Linked DNA regions of Zea mays: region 2 is linked to region 1. Evidence: chromatin contacts called from public Hi-C data. All regions are on one chromosome and are shown on one strand. Each heading gives the region's core, a stretch centred on a gene start, on an enhancer-like site or on the middle of the called end of the contact. The rest is flanking DNA. Distances are from core to core; before and after follow the strand shown. Region 1 holds the start of LOC100282225 (ubiquitin-conjugating enzyme E2 E3). Region 2 holds the start of LOC107457595 (P-loop containing nucleoside triphosphate hydrolase superfamily protein).

The links. Hi-C and Micro-C count contacts between places; a contact is called where the count stands out from the background.
Region 2: a Hi-C map of tassel shows a contact between it and region 1, with 2.5 times the contacts expected there. The contact joins the promoter of LOC107457595 here to the promoter of LOC100282225 in region 1. A contact is called at or near these places in 3 of 25 Hi-C or Micro-C datasets (ear, leaf and tassel).

The regions. Positions count from the first base shown.
Region 1 is chr2:213,747,861-213,750,842 of Zm-B73-REFERENCE-NAM-5.0, forward strand. LOC100282225 (ubiquitin-conjugating enzyme E2 E3) reads left to right here and starts at 1,304. Exons shown (of 4, transcript NM_001155137.2): 1 at 1,304-1,622; 2 at 1,848-1,921. The coding sequence starts at 1,370. It overlaps LOC100192598 (putative O-Glycosyl hydrolase superfamily protein), which reads left to right. Exons shown (of 5, transcript NM_001137813.1): 4 at 70-97; 5 at 183-484. The coding sequence ends at 312.
Region 2 is chr2:214,005,583-214,008,706 of Zm-B73-REFERENCE-NAM-5.0, forward strand. It overlaps LOC107457595 (P-loop containing nucleoside triphosphate hydrolase superfamily protein), which reads left to right and starts at 1,610. Exons shown (of 3, transcript NM_001321613.1): 1 at 1,610-2,005; 2 at 2,128-2,208; 3 at 2,302-2,685. The coding sequence starts at 2,186. The coding sequence ends at 2,533.

The DNA.
Region 1 (2,982 bases), core at 54-2,553:
GTACACAAGTTCTTTTTATACCATGTTAATAATGTGAGCCCGATCTAAATTTCCCTGGATTTCTTGCAGGCCATGGTTCATGCGTTTTCGCTGGAAGGTAATTCCACTGCACCATTTCGTGTTATAGGCTCTAAACTTATTTTGTGCATTGTAATGACGATGTAATTTGCTCCTATCTGTAGCACTGGCGCCAACGGCGGAACGGCCTCTGGGCCTGTAAGCCCAGACAGTTTTGCTTCAAAATCCAAAACCTGCTGGTTGACTCACCTAGTAGCCACATTGTTGCTGCCCATTCTATTTGTAGTGATGTAAAACATTGTAACCATGTCACATTTTGGATGAGATGCCCGCAATTTATCGTGGATCTTGTCATTAGATACTGTAGTGACTAGTGACCCATTTGGGTCTGCTGTATTCAGGTAGATGCCATGTAATCTTATCCCAAGATTTGTTGGCCTAGGAATCAGTATTTCGTCAAATCATCAATTTTGACTGTCAACTCGGAAAATTGAGCTGTGACAATCCGAGACCTCTCTGAAATGTTGAAACTTGGAAGTTCCAAATGATTTGTACACCTGCATAGTATTTAGATTTTCAGCCGTATGCATATGGTTTAAGTGAACTGCTGGTTGGATATTTTGGGGTATATCTCAAGTATTTTACAGCAGTTCATACGTAGCAGCTCATGTGTCTGCAAAGCAAAATAGAATGCAGATGGGAGACAGAGAAGACCGACACGAAGGGAAAAAGGTTATCAATGCAGCCATGCAATCCTTTGTGAAATTTGAAGTTAGGTTTATGCAACGTCACAGGAGATAGCATTATAATCTATCCATCGTTATGTTAAGGCTGCACACAGCTCCTAAATAATCTGCAAATTTGGCACACTACAGGTACTCATTCAGTAATATACTGACGGATAACGATAACGAGCACGTATCAGATTCCCACACACAAAGTTATTGTTACAAGCACACAACAGTTTACCAGAGCAAAGTACACATCAGATTTGCTTGTTCCATTTCCGAAGCACAAGTCTACAGGTGTCAAACAAAGTTTGAATCATTGAAAGCACATCAGATTTTTGTGCTCCAGCAATCTGTGCTACTACTGAACATTCAGTGTAAGTATAGGCCATTTCACTTGTACCATTGGTCCACAAAAGACCATAGTTAGCCCTGTCCAAAATACCACTCGTATATAATTAGCATGTAAATACCACTCTAGTCTTGGGTTTCCATTCCACCCAATGTCTTCACGGGTGGAAACCCAATGCCTTTGGGTGGGAACGCTGGCAGCCATTAGATCTTCTTTCGACGGTGGATTTCGACAGTAAAGTCCCGCGGGCCGCGGTGACTTGCCGGTGGGCATGTCCTCGTCCTCTTCCTTCCCCACCTCCCGCTTCCCCTTCGCCGCCGGCGCCAGGGCCCCCGGCAGCAGACGCGGTGCCGGTGGAGGCGGGAGCAGCGTGCGGCCGTGGGGGTCGACCGGCGGGACGTCGGTGTCTTCATCTGGGAAACGGATACAGAAGGAGCTGCTGGACCTCAACGCCTCCGACTGCTCCGCGGGGCCCAAGGGCGACAACCTGTACCACTGGCTCTCCACCATCTTCGGGCCCCAAGGTAAGAACTCCCTCCTCTACGCTTCTCGATTCGTTAGAGGCAGGTGAAACCTCGTGGAAATTTTACTGCACTAGATGGCAGTTTCACTTCAACTAGCTGTTTTTTTTAAAAAAAAAAATAATGGCTGCTGCTATTTTTAGAGTAGGTGCTGTAAGTTGGGTTGTCAAATAAGCATGGGTTATAAGTAAGTGCGGGTTGAATTGACACATAATTTACGTCTTGCAGGATCGCCATATGAACGAGGGATATTTTTCCTTGACATCGTGTTTCCTCGTGATTATCCCTTCAAACCTCCCATGGTAAGAATTCACATTTTTATGTGACACTGGTTGTTGAATTGTGCTGCGAAATCTCCGTTAGTGCCTTAGTACAGAAAAGTTTTTTGATGTGCCCTGAAAAGCAAAAAGTTAAGCTCCAACTTGACATTTCCCCTCTTCTCGTTATGCATACCTTCTACCTAATCCCATGATTCATGCTTCTTGTACTCTTTTTCAATGGACAAGCTTTAACTAATTTGTATGTCGTGCTGGGTTGTGATGATTGGTGCCTGTGACTGCCAAAGTACTAGAAAGTACCTTTAAGAGTAAATCAAGTGGGCGGTCAGAAGAGTTAGGTTATTAATAGTTTCAAGTTCTAGTTCTGATTGTTCTACCCTTGGGATCCTGAATTTACATTATAACTCTTCCTAGGAAACTGAATAAAAATCCGTGCACACAGAGTATTAACAGAATGATGACTTCAGTATGCTTTATACAGTGCAGAGGGACTATTCTCCTTGAAGTCTTATATCCATAAAATTTCAACTGTCATCTATCATATTAAAAAAAAACTCGGCCAGAGAGGGAAAGACCGTCCTCCCGGTATTATATTAAGAAGAGACCGAAAATGGTCCCAGCCAAGAAAATCCCCGAACCCTGGCCCCCCATCACTAGCGGGCCGTCACCCGCCACTCTGCAATGGCCTAGCCGGATGGTGGCGCGTAGGACGTAACCAGAGAGCAGACGGGGGCACAACGAGGGGATTTTTTTAACCAAGCTCGAAATTCGCCCCCGAGTGGAATTGAACCCGAGACCTGGAGGTGCTACTCGGAAGCCTTAACCATTACGCTAGAGGCCCTTTCGCTATTGTCGTCTTTCATATTATGGGGAGAAACTTGACTTGAAAACAATACTTTACCAAGATTTACTTTGGCCTAGAAAAATAAAAGTGCATTCTGCTGTCTGTCAACAATGAAGATAACTCTAGAAGTGCCACATGACCGCACATCATCAGATGATATTGGCAGGGAGGCGTGTGTCTGATGGCAAGGAGTGGAACTAATGAGATAAATATCACATGCTAAAAGATAGTTTCCTTTGCT
Region 2 (3,124 bases), core at 360-2,859, 260 kb after region 1:
ACCCCTCTAAGTGAGGTCCGGGCCACCCTCGGCAAGATCCCAGGACGAAGAATACCCTGGCCTAAGTCAAGGACATACAGGGGTCCGGCGCAGACACTTGTCAGGGTCTTGCCCAGTGTGCTTCCGCTCCCTGCTCAGGCGGGGACCCGGTGCTGCCACGTGGCCTATTGCCCGTGACGTAAGCCGGCGGACAGAGCCTAACGTAAGGCCTCTGGGCCATGCGATCTATGCATTTATTGCGGAGAAGACGCGTCGCCTGTCCGCCCTACAAACAAGCGATGTGCCGTCTTAGCATTTAATGTGCCTCGTCCACTCTAATGGCAGGCGACGAGCAGACCACCCTACAGGCGGCGTGCCTGTCCAATCAGACATTGGGCAGTTCGCCCATACCGCTACACGTGCGATGGTCATCATGACTTATACGATGTCGGGGAACCTTCTGCTGCACGCCAACGCTACTCAAGCGGCGGATATCGGGGCACAGGGAGATTACACAAGGTGACTGACATTAGTTGCTCCGGGTATTCCATCCGTTATGTCCCTGGGCCCACATGTCGGGGTTCAGGGTCTTTGTACGTGCCCCCCTTGAGCTATAAAAGGGAGGGCACGTGACACAAATAGACTCAGACTCTCAACACTCAAGCTTCCATAGCAATCCAACACACAATGGAGTAGGGTACTACGCTCCGGCGGCTCAAACCACTCTAAATCCTCGCGTGTTCATGTGCTCGGTGATCGCTTAGCAAGATAGGCAAAAGGCTTAAGCCCCTTCCTCATCTTAGGATTTAGGGCGGGTGCATTCCGCCACCCGGTTGGAGAATTCCCTCTCCGATAGTAGTGCTATGCATTAATGGCCACGTAAGCCAGGTCTCTTTCAACCCTTTCCCTCTCTCAAACGGTCACTCAGACCGGTTGAGTGTTTCTTCTTAATCTCGAGGATCACTTAGACTCGCAAGGATCATCACACAATTTGGTGTCTTTTGCTAGCTTTACAAGTCACTTAAGAGTTTAGAAGGAGATGAAGAAAGAACGATTAAGAAAGCCACGCAGCAAGAGCAACAAGAAAAACACAAGATCACACTCTCTCTAGACTTTCCAAGGCACTAATCACTAATGATCACTAGTCATAATTATGGTACTTGGAGAAGCTTGGAAGCTTTGAATGTGTCTTGGGACGAAGTGCTTGCTCTTGTATTAGGAGCACTAATCACTATTGATCACTAGTAACAATCAGGATATCAATTTCTACTTTTTTCCTAAAACAAAGTTTAAACCTAAAAATATTAGGAGCTATTAGAGATGCTTTAAGATATGCATTTTTGCGTGCCTAGGTAAAGGAGAGCAAAAATGGATAGCCTCACTCACGCGCGGGAGCGACGGTTCCGAGACAGAATCTCTACTACTCTATAAGTCTACAGTGTAGGCGTCCACACTACTACACCATGCCCTTGTCCCGTGGTTCGCGTCCCTGCCCCGCTGACAGCCGTCGAGGATGCCATCCTCGCTCTTGCGTCCGTGATTCGCGCCCCCACCCGCTGACAGCCATCAGCGATCCCATCCACGCGTCGCGCCCCATCTGTGCCCCTCCATCGGCGCCCCACCCCAAACCACCTGTTTCGTCCCTCACCTCTGCCCCCAAATCCGAGCCACCACTGCCTGCCGCTCTTCGTCGTCCTCCGGACGCCCATGCTGTCGCCCTCTCCCCAACACCGTCGTCCTACCCCGCTGGAGATCCCAGCCGTGGTCCATGGAGGACGTGCGGCGCGACGAGGAGGTCCTGCAGCGGGCCAATGTTGTCGTGCGCGGGGACGAGGTGACGGCGGCGTTCTACGCGCATTGGTGATGGCTTCTCCACCGTGTTCCGCACGCACTTCTACTGCGCCGTCCGCGGGGAGCTCCGCACCGATGCCAAGGTGGCCGGCTTCGACGGGATCGTAATCTCCAGGAGCTATGCTGCCTCCACGCCACCGTCAAGCGCATCCTCGGCATCTGCTTCGGCCACCAGGTGCCAATCTCATACCCATCCAGATATAAGAAAGCTATAATGTACTTTTGAAATACAAGCGAATATTGATGTAGCATGCTGCTTGAGCTTAGCATACCTCTTTCTTTTTTTTTCTTTCGCAGCATAAGAAACACGACTCTTACGAAGCTCCTATCAAATCTAAGGAGCCTTTGATTTTCAATGTTGGATTCCGGCAATTTACGGTAAGGTAATAGAAGTTCAATTTTTACTGTTAGGAGATATATATTTATCTTTTGACCCTTGGAAGGTATCTCACTGCTCGTTTCTATATTTAGGCCATTGTTTTCATCCGACAACATCAACTGCAATAAACATAAGATGGAGAGATTTCTGCACCATGGCTGGTTTTCCGTTGCCTCTGTATATGCTTCAATTTCCTTCCTTCCACTTCCTCTAATAGTTTTGAAGAACAGAGATGGCGAGCAATCTACCATTGCAGCTGTAGGTTCGCTAAAAAGTGTGGATCCAAATCGGATCATTCTAAAGAAAATTGTTCTGACTAGGTAAGCTTGGGTGCATCTATCTTCACAAGGAAATTTTAGTTATGCAGAATTGTGTTGTTCGTTAAGATGAAAACCAACTCGAGTTGGTTTCATCAAGATATTTTTGTTATTTGTGAGCTTCAATGTATTCATTTATTGATTTAGGAAACAACCAAATTATTTGTGAGCTTCAATGTATTGGTGAGCTTCAATGTGTTCATGTACTTTAGGGTACGCTTGATGTGTGCAGTAATTACAATCAGTCTAAATACAAAAATAACACCTATTTGTTGTTGATGTTGTCATGTTTATTAATACATGCTTGCCTAGATTAATGATCGCACTGAGTTCACGTTGTAACTTGATGTGGATAGAGATGGTGGCAGATACATTGCTCCAAATGCAGATCGAAGTACACGAAACCTTTACATTCTTCACATAGAATGGCTTTTACCACATACTTTGCATCTTTCTATGGCTTCAAAATGAACAAATTTATTTATCGTCCGCAACGTGTCTTTTTTTCATGAACACTATGGCATGTTCTTTTGTTATAGCTTTTTAGAGTTTTGAGATACAATGTACAAAAATACAAATGATTTCTCCATGCCATATA